Linked DNA regions of Mus musculus: region 2 is linked to region 1. Evidence: chromatin contacts called from public Hi-C data. All regions are on one chromosome and are shown on one strand. Each heading gives the region's core, a stretch centred on a gene start, on an enhancer-like site or on the middle of the called end of the contact. The rest is flanking DNA. Distances are from core to core; before and after follow the strand shown.

Region 1 (6,976 bases), core at 1,536-4,035:
ATAAATCTTAAAAACAAAACAAAAACAAAAAAACCACTACAAAACTTTAGAGCTGGAGGGATCTAGGGTTTCTATAATGACAAATGGCTTCATTTCTTTGAGGTGAAAGCTGAGACTCCAGTAATTTGGCCAGCATCTTCCCACTTCTGGCTCTAACTCACTTCTGGCTTACCCCGATTCCTTTCACTCTCAGCTCAGGCCTACCTACGCCCTGCAGCCCCAGGCCTCCCTGTCACGCTCCTAGGTCATCCTGGGCCCCAAGGTTGGCTGCTACGTTTTGCCTGTGGGACTTCTGCCATTCTCCAGAAACACACCATCAGAAAGCCCAGAACATGGACAGACAGACAGATGGACACAGATACACACACACAGCCAACCCCGACAGCTCTGTCACACAGCTGCCTGCAGAACACAGTAACTTTAGCAGAATTGATAAGGAGAGCTAAACAAGAGGTATGGCCATGTCTCCAGGCAGAAGGCTGGGGAGGAAAGACAGGTACACAACCCAGAAGGGCCCAGCCAACAACAGTTTGCTGTGCTGCTTACAGCCTTGCGTGGCTCACCCTGAGACTGTTCCTCACACGTGAAAAAGGAAGAGTGTGTCCAAGCCAGGTGGCCAGAGGCATTCCATGGGATAATATCAGAGAAGCCTACATGCTTCCCAGGACCCCTAGATTTAACCCATTAAATGCCAGTCCTGCCACTGTAGGTATATTCTAAGTACCTATCAGTCACGTGTGGCTGTGGTAGCCACAGAAAGCCCTCCTGCACTAGGCTATCTCCATTTCCCTCTCCTTCTCCCAAATCCGGCTTCATCCATTATTCCTTATAATCCCTAGTTCACTGCCTACAGTAGTGCATGTCACACCTTCCAGTGCTCACCTGTCTGGACATCGACACCTCCTGCTTGCAGCTTCAACCCCTCCAGGTACACATCCGAACTCGTCTCCTTCAGTACCTTCCCCTTTCCTTCAGGACTCCCCCGCTGACTTCAGTCCCTCTTCCCCCTACCGGAAGCAGTGTGTCTTATACTTGGATAGCAGACACCCTGGTGAGGCGCTAAGGTGAGTACCACCTATAAGCAAACAGATAAAAATCTCACCTAAAAAAAGTTCCCGTGTCAGTGCCCCAAGCTCGAAGCCTGGGCTTTCAGCTCAGTCAAGCTCTAGAGAGCTACTGAACCACACGGCCTGGGTCCAAGTCATTCCTACCTTTTGTGGTCTTTTGGCCTACAAAAAAAAGTCGCTCCACCACAGCTAAAGTGACCACTGGAAAAAATATGTAAGCCAGGACTAGGGACATGGCTCAGTCACCAGTCAGTCTGACCTGTGAACATAAGGCCTGGGTGTGATCCTCAGAACTCCTCAACCTTTAAGAGTCTGCTTCCCTGTTACCTCTTGCATCCCCTTCCCTCACCCCAGCTACTCTCTAGAACCCCCAAGCCCCAGCTGCCTTGAAGGCACTCTTAAGTACCACCAACTTGGCTAATCCCCACCTCCCAACCCTTACCAGCTGGAGCTGTGTCATCTGCCTCCAGCACCCAGCACTGGGCCGCAGAGGGTATCCACTCCCTCTTTAAAAATGCCTGGCCCTTGCCTTTCACAATCATCAGGCCATGTTCTTTCTTGGGGCTTTACCTCAGGGTACCAGACTGCCGGTGTAGCAAGCAAGTCAAGGACTGTTTATCAATGACAATAGCCCGAGGAAAGGATAATCCTTGTTCTAGAGATTTCCAGGACTGAAAATGATAAGATGTGTACCATTTGGCCCCAAACCTCCACCTCAGGGAAGACAGCCACCCTTAAATCAGGATCCCAGAAAGATGGACCTTTAGTTTACCTTCGTCCCATCAATTAGACCACTGTAATCAAGCTTTACTTTCCTGGACTGGTTTTGGTGGGCTGTGTGTGGTAACAGAAACTACCACACATTGAGGGCACAATCTAAAAGAGCTTTGACTGCCCAACTCCCGTTACTCCCAGCGCTGCCATTCTCCACAATGAGTCGGTCCCACACCAGCCTCCACTGCACGGTGAAAACAAACGCACATGCGAAGCCCCACATCCCACCTCCTCTTTGGTTATGCGTGGTCCTCTGTTGACCTATCAGATGGTGCTACTTTTATCCCTATTTACAATTCACAAACCTCAAGAACACTCTAGTAGAAGCTGAAAAGCTCTGTGGACCTCAAGATAGAGAGCAGGAGGCAGGAGATCCTAGGAAGGAAGGTCTCTAGGGATAGGTGGGTCTGAAGGCCTCTCCACCCAAGAAAGGATGGGAGTCTATGGGCCTGGAGACCCGAAGCTTTGGAGTTGGACCAGAGGGGATCTGTTGGACTTCTGGAGAAGATATAACGGTCTCGGGCCCTGAAGCCGCCGAGGTCTGTGTGCTGAGTCTGAGGGAAATCTGGAGGATGGTGAGGTTTTCTAGGTGTGGAAGGTAATCAGGTCCACAGGTGGCCGCGGACCCAGGCAGCCCAGGGGATGTCGGAGGCAGGGTCCCCAGCGCATCAGAGGGCACTAGGGTCCTGGGCACCCTAGGCGGGTTTTGAGGGCTGGGGAGACGCGAGGCGCTGGCACCCAGCCCCGACCCGCCGCCTCACCTGCCGTGCCACGGAGACACCAGTGTCGCTCGCGCTCTCGCCGCCTCCCACCCGGGTCGCGCCCCTTCGGCTGGGTGGAGCCGCCGGGCGCTGCGCCGGATGGCGCTGCGCGTGCACCACGCCGAGCCTGCCCAGCCGAATCCGCAGCGCTCTCTCAAGGCCTTCCCCCCGCGCGCGCGCACTGCCCGCGCGAACGTTCCGCCCTGAAATCAACGGCCCCGCGGCAACGGGAAGCCCCGCCCGAAGGGGCGTGGCCACGACGCGTCCCGCCCCCAAGAGAAGCTACGATTGGACCCACGGACTGTGCTGTCGTGTCCACGATGAGCCTGGTCTTAAGAGACTGAATGTCTCGCGGCCAGTCTTCCCAGCGCTGTTTTGTCTTCAGTTTCCCCATCTGCACGCCTGGACAGCCCCGCGGAAACGCAGAAGGCGTTGAGCTCGGCCGGAACCACCCTTGGGCAACCACTTCCAGCCGGGCTCACTCCATCTACCTCAAGCCACAGGCTGTACAGCCTGTGCCCTTCCCCAGCCTAGCATGCTTCACGTCCTCCCCGCAGTGACCGACTCCCTTACCACGTGTCAGAGTAGGCGTCTGGCCCTTCCGATGTGCCTCTTGGACACGTCTAGCTTGGGCTTAGATCCAGGGACTAATGAGCATATGTACCCAGGTTCAGCACCTGTTAATCGGGTGAACTCAGTGCCCACCCCGAACGTTCGAGAGTACACGTGGGTGGGCTCTGCGCTGGAGCACTCAGCATGAGGACCTTTAAAAGTCAATGACACCTCTCCTTTCTCTAAATAAGGCTGGGATGGATCAAAGCCTATTTCCTCTTCCTCATCTTCCCAGGTCGGCCTGCCCAGGCAAGTTATTTGGACTTCCTCTACCTCTGGCTCCTTTTTTTCTACATGGGTTTGCTGTAAGCATCCCTTCAGCCCCATAAGAAAAATGCATGTGTAATAAAACCTGGGTTTTTGTTCTTTTCTTTTTGAGACAGGGTTTTATGTGGCTTTGGCTGTCCTAGAACTAGCGCTGTAGAACAGGCTGGCCTCAAGCTCACAGAGTTCCACCTACTCTGTGGGTGTAAGGTATACAAAATCACTACCTGGCCAGCTTGAAATTTGTGGCACCAGAGCCCAGAACAGTGGTTTGAACACCTGAGTCTGGGTACCTACTAAGTAGCTGGCCTTTGAGAAAATGTTTTTTTCAGTCCTCAGGACATCTCCCATGAGGATGGCACCCCATTTACTGCAATTAACAGCAGGAGAGGAGGAAGCCCAGAGAAGTTGTATTGGCAATACCAACCATGCATTGGCTTCAAAGGTCTGGGCTTCCCACTACTAGACTGAACAATTTACATGTGATGCAATTTAGTTCACAAGCTCCTGCTTCCATAAAGGGTCCTAAGACTTGAACCTGTGACACTGGAGAAGTTCCCGGGTTACAGGAAGGAAGTTGTTCAAGGAGACTGTAGGCTAGGAGCTGAGGAGTTAGAACCCACAGCACACCACCCACACACTGGATGCCCTCCAAGATCCAGTGTGGCAGAGCCTCAGTAATCCCAACTCTCCATCTAAGGTCAACACAGATCGGAAGTCTCTGCCCATTCAGCCAAGCAGCTTTACAAGGGCAAACCCACAGAAGGGACAAAAGGGACACCTTAGAAACAATGCCCTCCTCTGTATCCAAGAGAGACAGATGAACACTTTCTACCCAGCCTGGCAGTACTAGGATCACCCTGATTTACAGGGAGTCTCAGAAAACTGCTTTAATCCCTGTCCACTGTGTTCATTCTGAGTAGATAATGTAGCGCCCGCCAGTGTGTTCCTGCAGTGCGTCATTCAGGTAGGCTGAACAAATTCATGAATAGGTGTGTGCACAAAATATGTTTCATGGCATGAGTTCAACAGACCAGATTCCTTTCTTTGTTATACCAAAGGTGGCCTTGGAGGCAAGCAGCAGTGGCTACCCCAGGAGATGTCAGTCTGTTTGAAATGCAAGTGCCTGTGGAAGTCTGCGAGAGTAATGATTACAAAGCACAAACTATGTGCTAAACTTCCCTGTGACACCTCTTCCTTCACTCTCACAGCAACCCTGTGCAGTAAGGATTGTGACTTTTTTCCCCCACAGATTCAGAAAACAGAGTCAGGAATGGGGAGATGTCTCCTTGTGGGTAAAGCATTTGCCATGCAGTCATGAAGACCTGAGTTTGAATCCCCAGAGCCCACCTAAAAGTCAGGCATGGTGGCACATCCACAGTGAGATGAGAGGCAAAGACCCGAGGAATTCCAGAAGCTCCAAAGCCAGCGAGTCTGGCTCATGACATTGTGAACAACATAAGACGGACCCTGACCCAAACCCACAGAGAAGTTTGTCCTCAGATCTCCACAGTAATGCCATGGATACACACACACACACACACACACACACACACACACACACAGGGACTTAACTGGTCAGTCAAGCTGCTTCAGTGTGCTGCTGTCTGGTTTGCTACAGAAAGAACTTTGCACAACCAGAAAGGAAAGAACTGCCAGACTCAGTGAGAAATGCTAGGGTGGTAGAAAAGACACAACAGGTGTCCCACGACAACATATTGTCACCCCCTCACACCCACACACGCCCACCAGAGATGAAGCTAATGCTTTATTTATTTATTTATTTATTTTTGGTTTTTCGAGACAGGGTTTCTCTGTATAGCTCTGGCTGTCCTGGAACTCACTTTGTAGACCAGGCTGGCTTTGAACTCAGAAATCTGCCTGCCTCTGCCTCCCAAGTGCTGGGATTAAAGGCCTGTGTTTCGTTCAGCCAGTGGCTCACATGCCTAGGTTCTAGTCTGGAAAGGCATCTTGGAAACCTGGAAGAGAAGAGGGGGGCTAGGCGGCATGTATGCGCGCGCATGCGGGGGGGGGGGGGACCAAGACAGGCAGTCTGATCAAGGTTCAATTTTATTATTTCTGACACTCAGTTATGAAGCAGGGGAAGGGGCCCGATTCCCGCCAAATCATCTTGGAGTAAGGTTGCAGGTGAACACGTGATAGCTCCGGAACAGCTAGGTGGCAGGCAGCAGCAGTGGGAGTGGCAGGACGATAGGGCAGCAAGCTCTGCCCCAGGCTCTCTAACACTGAAACCTGAGCAAACTGGTTTCAGGCTAGGGAGGGGAGGTTACAGGCCTGCACCACCACTGCCGGGCTGAAGCTGGTGCTTTATAATAAAATTGGAATGCCTCCAGCAAACAGACCCTGCATCAGTGTACAGGGGGGCAAACAACAGATCTTGAGTCACTACCGCAGCCTATATAGATACCAAGCACTATAGCCACTTGCAGGTATGTGTCATCCTGCATGCAAGCCATAAACACTAAAGACAGAGGAACCAACAAAGACCCTCACCCTGCTCCACACACACCCAAAGTCGTCCAGGTTTCCCTGCCTCTGAGCAGAAAGGATGATGCAAGATGACTTTGGCGGTAGGGCTGCTTGGAAGAACCTCTAACCCACTTCACCCCGAATGGCTGTGCCTGCCTCACCTTTACTTCATATAGGGCCTCCTCACTGCTGACCTGAAACTTTGCAGCAGGCTGCTCTGAGACCCTCCTCTCCCAGGTCTCCTGTACCCCCAAGAGCTATGAAATAGTACTGAATAAGTATTCACGTGCCCACTGTGCTAGGAGCTCAGGATACAACAGAAAAACCATACTCGCCCTTTGTCGAAATGACTGTTTAGCCAAGGAAAAATGACTGCCAACGGGAGTGGTGGGGCCAATAAGACCAGGGAGAAAAAAAATAAATCACATAGGGGAAAGACTTAGACTATCAGAACCTTGGAACGTGTATGTCTGACCAAGGACCTGATCTAAAATATATAAAGAACTCTCACAGTTCAATAATAAGGAGGTAAAGGGTCCAATTTTTTAAAAACCTTCAGACTTTATTTGTAAAAGCAAACTGAAACTAATCAAGAAGGCTGCGGCTCGCTTTGCATATGCAAAGCCCTCCAGCAACCCACAGCAGTGGAAGATTTAAGAAATGCACTTTAGCAATCCTTTTTTTTTTTTTTTTGGGTTTTTTGAGACAGGGTTTCTCTGTGCAGTCCTGGCTGTCCTGGAACTCACTCTGTAGAACAAACAGGCTGTCCTCGAACTCAGAAATCCATGGTGGCACATGCCTTTAACCCCAGCACTCGGGAGGCAGAGGCAGGCAGATTTCTGAGTTCAAGGCCAGCCTGGTCTACAGAGTGAGTTCCAGGACAGCCAGGGCTATACAGAGAAACCCTGTCTCGAAAAACAAACAAACAAACAAACAAACAAATAAATAAAAGAAAGAAAAAAGAAATGCACTTTAGTAAATATTTGAACACAGGCTTCTCCAAAGACT
Region 2 (6,976 bases), core at 1,698-4,197, 200 kb before region 1:
GCTGGAGTTATCACGGAGAAAAGGAGCCTCCCTTGAGGAAATGCCTCCATGAGATCCAGTTGTAAGGCATTTTCCCAATTAGTGATCAAGGGTGGGAGGGCCCATTGTGGGTGGTGCCATCCCTGGGCTGGTAGTCTTGGGGTCTATAAGAAAGCAAGCTAAGCAAGCCAGGGGAAGCAAGCCAGTAAGTAACATCCCTCCATGGCCTCTGCATCAGCTCCTGCTTCCTGACCTGCTTGAGTTCCAGTCCTGACTTTCTTTGGTGATGAACAGCACTATGGAAGTGTAAGCTGAATAGACTCTTTCCTCCCCAACTTGCTTCTTGGTCACGATGTTTGTGCAGGAATAGAAACCCTGACTAAGACAGGATCCAAACACTGGTATTCCTTGAGACTGTGTGGGGAAAGAGAGTCCCTCATCTCGACTCCAGGAAAGTCAGATGATGAATGAATGAAATTGAAAGTGGATCAACAAAAGATGAATAGATAGGAGGCTAGAGGCAGGTTTGGGGACGCACTACATGCTTTCCCTCATGGGATCCCCATGGCACAAGTGCAGGCTCTCCGGCTGTCACTCTCAGCTCACTTTGTCTTACAAAGCACTTCTAAGACCAACTAGGGCCCTTAATGGCCTCAGGATCCTTAAAGAACCTGGCACCTGTGGGCCAGCATGTGGGAAGCACACCTGTGGGCCAGCATGTGGGAAGCACACCTGTGGGCCAGCATGTGGGAAGCACACCTGTGGGCCAGCATGTGGGAAGCACACCTGTGGGCCAGCATGTGGGAAGCACACCTGTGAGCCAGCATGTGGGAAGCACACCTGTGGGCCAGCATGTGGGAAGCACACCTGTGGGCTAGTGTGTGGGAAACAGTGCCCTTGATCCCTTCCCTCCTCTTCACCAGGGAATGAAGGAAGAAAGGGAACATGAGGTAGAGAGTGAAGGAAAAGAAAACCCGGAAAAGACTTCCTCACAGTGTTGAGGAATCAGCATCAAAGTTCTAAAAAAATTTACATTTTGTATGAAGAAGGCCTCAGCTTTCTCAGCCCAGCCTCTTATCTTCTGTGCTAGTCTGACAGGGCAGGGTTCATCCTTCCTTGCACCGGGATGGGAATGCAGTGGAGTTTGGGGACGGCAGATTCTGGGGTCACTGTCTCCCACTGTACTGGCTAGTTTTGTGTCAACATGACACAAGCTGGAGTTATCACAGAGAAAGGAGCCTCCCTTGAGGAAATGCCTCCATGAGATCCAGATATGGGGTATTTTCTCAGTTAGTGATCAAGGGTGGGAGGGCCCCTTGTGGGTGGTGCCATCCCTGGGCTGGTATATATAATCTTGGGTTCTATAAGAAAGCAAGCTGAGCAAGCCAGGGGAAGCAAGCCAGTAAGTAACATCCCTCCATGGCCTCTGCATCAGCTCCTGCTTCCTGACCTGCTTGAGTTCCAGTCCTGCATCCTTTGGTGATCAACAGCAATGTGGAAGTGTAAGCCAAATAAACCCTTTCCTCCCCAACTTGCTTCTTGGTCACGATGTTTGTGCAGGAATAGAAATCCTAACTAAGACACCCACCATAGATGGAGATCAAGGAAAAATGGGTAGAAGTGTGTAGGGTGTAGGCCCTGGATACATAGAGAGGAGAAAAGACAGCCTGCAGCTCTCTCCTGGATGGCCCCCATCTTTGGGTTTTATATTGTTTGGATTTCTGAAACTGGGTCTCAACCTGTAGCCCAGGCTGGACTTTAATTCCTATAGAGCCCAGGCTAGCCTTCAACTCATTGTATCCCTCCTCCCTCAACCTCTGCAGGGATGACAGGGGCGCTCCATGGTACCTGGCTCTTCTCTTCTCTCCTTACGCTGTCTGTCTCCTGATAGCTCTTTCTGCTGATGATGTTATTATTTTAGACAGGAATAAAAATGCTGACACAGAACGAATTCTAAACGCATTGTCAAGAGGGAAAAACCAAGTGGTAGAACAGTCCGGTCCTGTTTCCATGAAAAAACAAACTAAGAGAGCAATGCCCAGAAGGGCGGCCCCGCTCATCTAGAGGCTGGCTGAGCAGGCTGGGCGTTATTTTTTGTCCCAGGTTTTCCTCATCTATAATCAGATATGTGTGGCTTCTTTTTTTTTTTTTTTTTTTTTTTACCATAAAAGAAGTTACTTCTAGAAGAAATTAACTTGGCTGTGACCAGTAAGTACAAAGGGGGACCTCTCCCCATGTCAAGTTAGGGGGCCTCTGCACTGAACATCTCTAGTCCTTGATGTCACTGTGGTCCTACACAGAGGTGACAAAAGATGTATATGCCATTAGGCTGGGATCTGACCAATATCCTGGACTCTCCCAGGGCTTCTATCTGATCTGGTGGGGGTTGAGAGTGCAGAGGGATGGCTCTCGAAGCCTTGCACTCTGTGGAGGGAAACCTGGGGCATGCCGAGACCTGCAAAGGTTTTCTCACAGAGGCGAGCAGGGCCGGTCCTGCCATGAGTCAGGGTTTCCATCCTCAGCTGTTTGAGCTCCCTGAGGAGGCTGCAAGTCTCAGCAGGGCCCCCTTTCCTCCCTGCTCCAGGGGGTGTCACAGCCACCCTGCTTACTGCATGAGTGTGTAGCAATGACAGTCTGATTTCAGGAGGCTGGGAAAGGGCCAACTCATAGCTCAGACACTGCTCCACTAGCTAAGACCCAGGCTGGATGGGGAGGGGCTTGGGTGAAACTCCTGGCCTAAAAGGTTCTACCTGGGAGCAGTAAGACAGGGACAGGGGAAGTGAACTTTCAATCCCGTCTCAAAGAAAAGACAGAGGCAACGCTAAGTAAGGGTCTGGGGAGAGATAAGAGAGGAACTTGCACAGCAGTGTCTAGTGTTTTCCCTTTGAAAGGAGAGGGGTTGCAGCCAGCAGACCTGCAGCTGTTTAGAAGAAGGGACTCTGACCTCAAAGCAAAGGTTTAGAAGTTCCTGCCTACAAAGCAGATAAGACTTCAAATGCTAACAGCTAGGCGGTGCCCCTGCGCAGCACAAAGACAACAGAAGAGAGAGGCAGGTAGCCCTCCTATCTGAGCAGCCTTTCTCTGGACTCTTATGATCACACTGAGCTCATGGCTCCTTTATACACTGGTTCACTCGGCTCTCAACCCACACATCTTTGAGTCTTATCCTTTTCCAGATTGAAACTGTCTCCACCGAACGCCACTCTAGTCTGTCTCTACGAAGTGAACCATTTTTCTGTGAAACAATTTCCGAAGGTCTAAGTGGCTGTGGCTGGGAGCAACCACACGTCAAAGGATGCTTCTCATGTACCCATCCTATCACAAGCAACCGCCGAGGTCCTTGTTCTCAGCCTCTCAGCTAGATGCTACAGTCACGCCCATCTTAAGGGGAAACACCTGAGGCTCCAACGAAGGAAATGAACCTTGGCACAAGTTCGAATCTAATAGTCTCTGAGTCTGAAACCCCTTCACCCAAAGCACAGGGATTAGACCCTTAGACCCGGCCTTAGACCTAACCCTGATCGCCAGTAGTTTTATAAATAAAGTTTTATTGAGACACAGCCCCACCACCTGGGTCTACACGCTGTGCCCTTTAGACTGTACCTGGCCAGGATGAGTCACTGTGGCCACATGGTTCACAATGCCTATGACATTTGCTTTTTGCCCATGAAGGAAGTTTACCAGCCCTGATCTGGGCTGACTGTCGCATGCTCGCACTAACCCCGCTCACGGCGGCGCGTGTCTTACCAATGCAGTTGCCTAGAGCATCCTGTATGAAGCCGCTCTTGCACTGCAGCTTCGGTCTGCAACGGAAGGATCCCAGAGTATTCTGACAGATAAAATCGGGGGGGCAGTTATGAATACCAGTCTCACATTCGTCAATATCTGGTGCATCGTAAAAAAAGGAGATTGTTAGCAAGAGTCCAGCCAGAAGAGTGTCACAATACTTTAATATCACAAGAAAGTACTTTAAAAAAAAAGGCTCATTTCTCAGACTATAACCCCAAAATATTTCAACAGAGAGGGTGTTACGAAAAGGCCCACGGTGAGCCAAACTGTGTAAAAATTGCTAAAGTCTTAAAAAAACACTCTTAAAAAAACACTCCTCCTCCCTGACTTATGAGGCAAGCTTTTTGCTATTTAACAAATCGCTTAGGCATTTTCCTGGCAGGTATATCATTCATTGAGAAGTGTATGTTTGGATTAGATCATACAGCAATTATCTTAGCGACAATAAACACAGACTTTTAATTCTTTTTATCTCGAGGTCTTCATAATAGTCCAAATATTAACAATAGTTACATCAAGATAGGACAAGATAGATTGCCCTGTCTCGAAGTTCACGGCTGTCAAAGGTTCAAGTGTATCTACTCAGCTGGCCTGGCTCCCAGGCTCTGGAGTCCAGAGGCTCAGGCAGGCAGCAGTGCAGGGTGGGGCAGCGGGATTGCTCAAGGGCTTGGCTGCCAAGAGAAGGCATCTGGCTCTTGGGTCACCCCGTATAATTCAATGATCAACATTTTTACACAAGACCTGCGCTAGCAAGCATCTTCAACTTCATCTGGGTTGGTTCTGTTTGTACGGAAACACAAACGAGGACCCTGGACTTGTTTGTCAAAGATCAGGCTCCGAGCTTTCTAAATCAAATGGGCTAGTGTCACTAACTCAGCATCATATTGAAGTAAACCTGCTCATCACAGACCTTCCTTCATTTGCCCTTGTGTACTTTGCAAGGAGGTGGACCCTCCTCCTTCTTGCAGTACCTGAGGCAGCCACATGGGGGCAGCACCACAGAGCCCAATGGGCCCTTCCCTCTAGGCCATACCCACAGCTGGGGAAGGGGTGAGTTTTAGGTTTGGATGTGAGCTGTACCTTTGCAGTTATTATCCTCTGTGAGCTCATAGCCAGTCCCACAGCTGCTGTCCCGCTGGCAGCGGAAAGAGCCCACTGTATTGATGCAGGATTCTCCCAGCCGGCAGTTATGGCTGCCTGTGATGCATTCATTGATATCTAGAGAGATTAAGGCGATGCAGAAGTAACCAGCAAGAACAACCAAGCCTTAAGCTTGAGCAGAAGGAATGTCCCAGAAGCCATGGTGGATCTGGCTTCCTGCATTCATCAAGTTGCCCAATCAAACTGAGCTGAGTCTTGCTGTGGGCACATCTGGAGAGGGGCAGACACCAAATCAAGCTCTGTTAAGTTTCAGATCTCTTTGAGTAAGGGCCAGACCCTAGAATCATGGCGTCTACAAGACTCCCACAAAGGAGGTCGCATGCATCATCCCCATCTCTTAGACAACGGGAAAGGCAGAAAGAAAGATCTACCCAAGGCCTCACGGCAGATCCTGAACCCAGGTGAACCCCAATGCAGCCCTTTGCCCACACTGTATCTATAGTCTTCTAGAAGACAGCCTTGTCCAGGCAGCACGCAGGTCCCAGCTGTGTTCCAGGAATGGAACAAAGGTTGTGCCACGCAGGCCTGCTCAGCAGAGGCTCCGAAGCACAGGGGCTAGCTCTCAGATGTTACCTTCGCAGGAGACACCATCCGACTGCAGCTGGTAGCCCACAAAGCAAGAGCAGATCACCTCGTCCCCAGTGTCACGGCACTGCTGCTTACAGGGCCCGCCACCTGCAACCAGAGTCCATGGGAGCTAGTGAACAGACTGAGCGACCTTCAGAGACCCTTCCAGGATGCACGGACACAGAAAACAGGCTCCTTGCCACAGCCACGTGTGGTCCTTGGGACACTCCCAAGCCTCGGCTCTGAGCGTCTCCGGGGCCTCTGAAGGCAGCAGAGGTCTGACAAGTTAGGAACCTTGTGTTGCTTCTGTGGTTAGAGTGGACCTGGGGAGGCATACTGCTCGTGGTCAACAAGAGGCCTGGGGGGAACAGGCTCCACCTGGAGGCAGGGCTCTATCAGAGCCCATGTAACTCTCAAGGGTTTCCAGCTGCCCATTCCTGCTAGCTTGCCCATGTCCATGTCCGGTGCTGTGACAATTGTGGGTACAGCCTCTCCCTGCCTGGCACCTCCCCTGTGACTCACACGGGATACTTCGAGTGTAACCCCACTGGGATGATCTGTGTTTCCTTTGCCACAGCCTGGCTGGCTATCAGGGGCACGCAGGCCTTACAGCGATGGTGGCTAATGGATCCTCCTAAGTTGTCACACCGGCTGTCACTCTCGCAGAAATCATCTGTGGCCACCCAGAGAGGGCTCACTCCAAGCTTCCTGGGAACTCCTTATCTCCCTCTCCCCTCCCTCCTGGCCTCAGCGCAGGTTGACACTGAGTGCTGGCGCTATCACTTTGTGATTAAGCTGCCTGCATACCTAACACCCAGTCGCAGAGTGAACCCTTTGGGTGGAGCTGCAACAGAACGGTCAGGTTAGATGAGCCAGAATGTTCTTGAAGAAAAAGAATTTAGTTAGAAAAGGCTGCACTGCGTGGTCACTCTAACGTAAGTGCAAAGGTCTCCTAAGAGACCATGACTCTACAGGGACAAGCGGGGCTCCAGGGACACACAGATAAGAAATAGCTACTCTCCTGGGGCATCGCAGCCTTGGAGAAGTATCATCACCCACAGAGCCCAGGAGCTTGCTGGCACTGGAGTGCTCACACCAGTCCTGCCTCCATAAGCCACTGTCCCCGACAGATCCCCCCGGCTCTGAGCACTCAAGGGTGGAAGAAACAGGGAGCCCCAAGGGCCCCAAGAACAGAAGTACTTTCCAGCTGAGTCTTAGCAGAAGTCAACACTATCCCCTGGGCTTTCATAGCTACCTACCAAAGGACTCCCACAGATCCCAACATCTCACCTCGACAGCGGTCATTCAGGTACGGGTCTTCTTGGTCCTCCTCGTCAGGAATCTTAGCTAGGGGTAGAGAGATGACACAAGATGACACAAGCACCTGCTCCTCCTGTCAGGACCGGACACATCCGAGCACACCACACTCGTTCAACTTTGGTAAATGTACCCTCACATGAAGGGGCAGGTAAGCTCTCCC

Evidence for each region. A called contact is a pair of places that touch in the nucleus more often than the background predicts.
Region 2: a Hi-C map of CD8 T cells shows a contact between it and region 1, with 1.7 times the contacts expected there. The contact joins the enhancer-like site here to the promoter of Fam118a in region 1. A contact is called at or near these places in 2 of 484 Hi-C or Micro-C datasets (CD8 T cells and uterus), 1 of 115 datasets of contacts at active chromatin or transcription factors (memory CD8 T cells) and 2 of 9 other capture datasets (adipose tissue and pancreatic islet).

What each region holds. Positions count from the first base shown.
Region 1 is chr15:85,032,871-85,039,846 of GRCm38.p6, reverse strand. Fam118a (family with sequence similarity 118, member A) reads right to left here and starts at 2,785. Exons shown (of 9, transcript NM_133750.4): 1 at 2,603-2,785.
Region 2 is chr15:85,229,427-85,236,402 of GRCm38.p6, reverse strand. It overlaps Fbln1 (fibulin 1), which reads right to left. Exons shown (of 17, transcript NM_010180.2): 5 at 6,787-6,843; 6 at 5,503-5,604; 7 at 4,849-4,986; 8 at 3,727-3,864. Among named protein-coding and RNA genes, the nearest start is that of Fbln1, 27 kb to the right of the region's middle. Within about 2 kb of position 2,947, at least 84 of the 459 cell types and tissues checked have an H3K27ac peak or open chromatin away from gene starts, as enhancers often do. A contact at or near this core is called in CD8 T cells, adipose tissue and uterus, where this site is marked.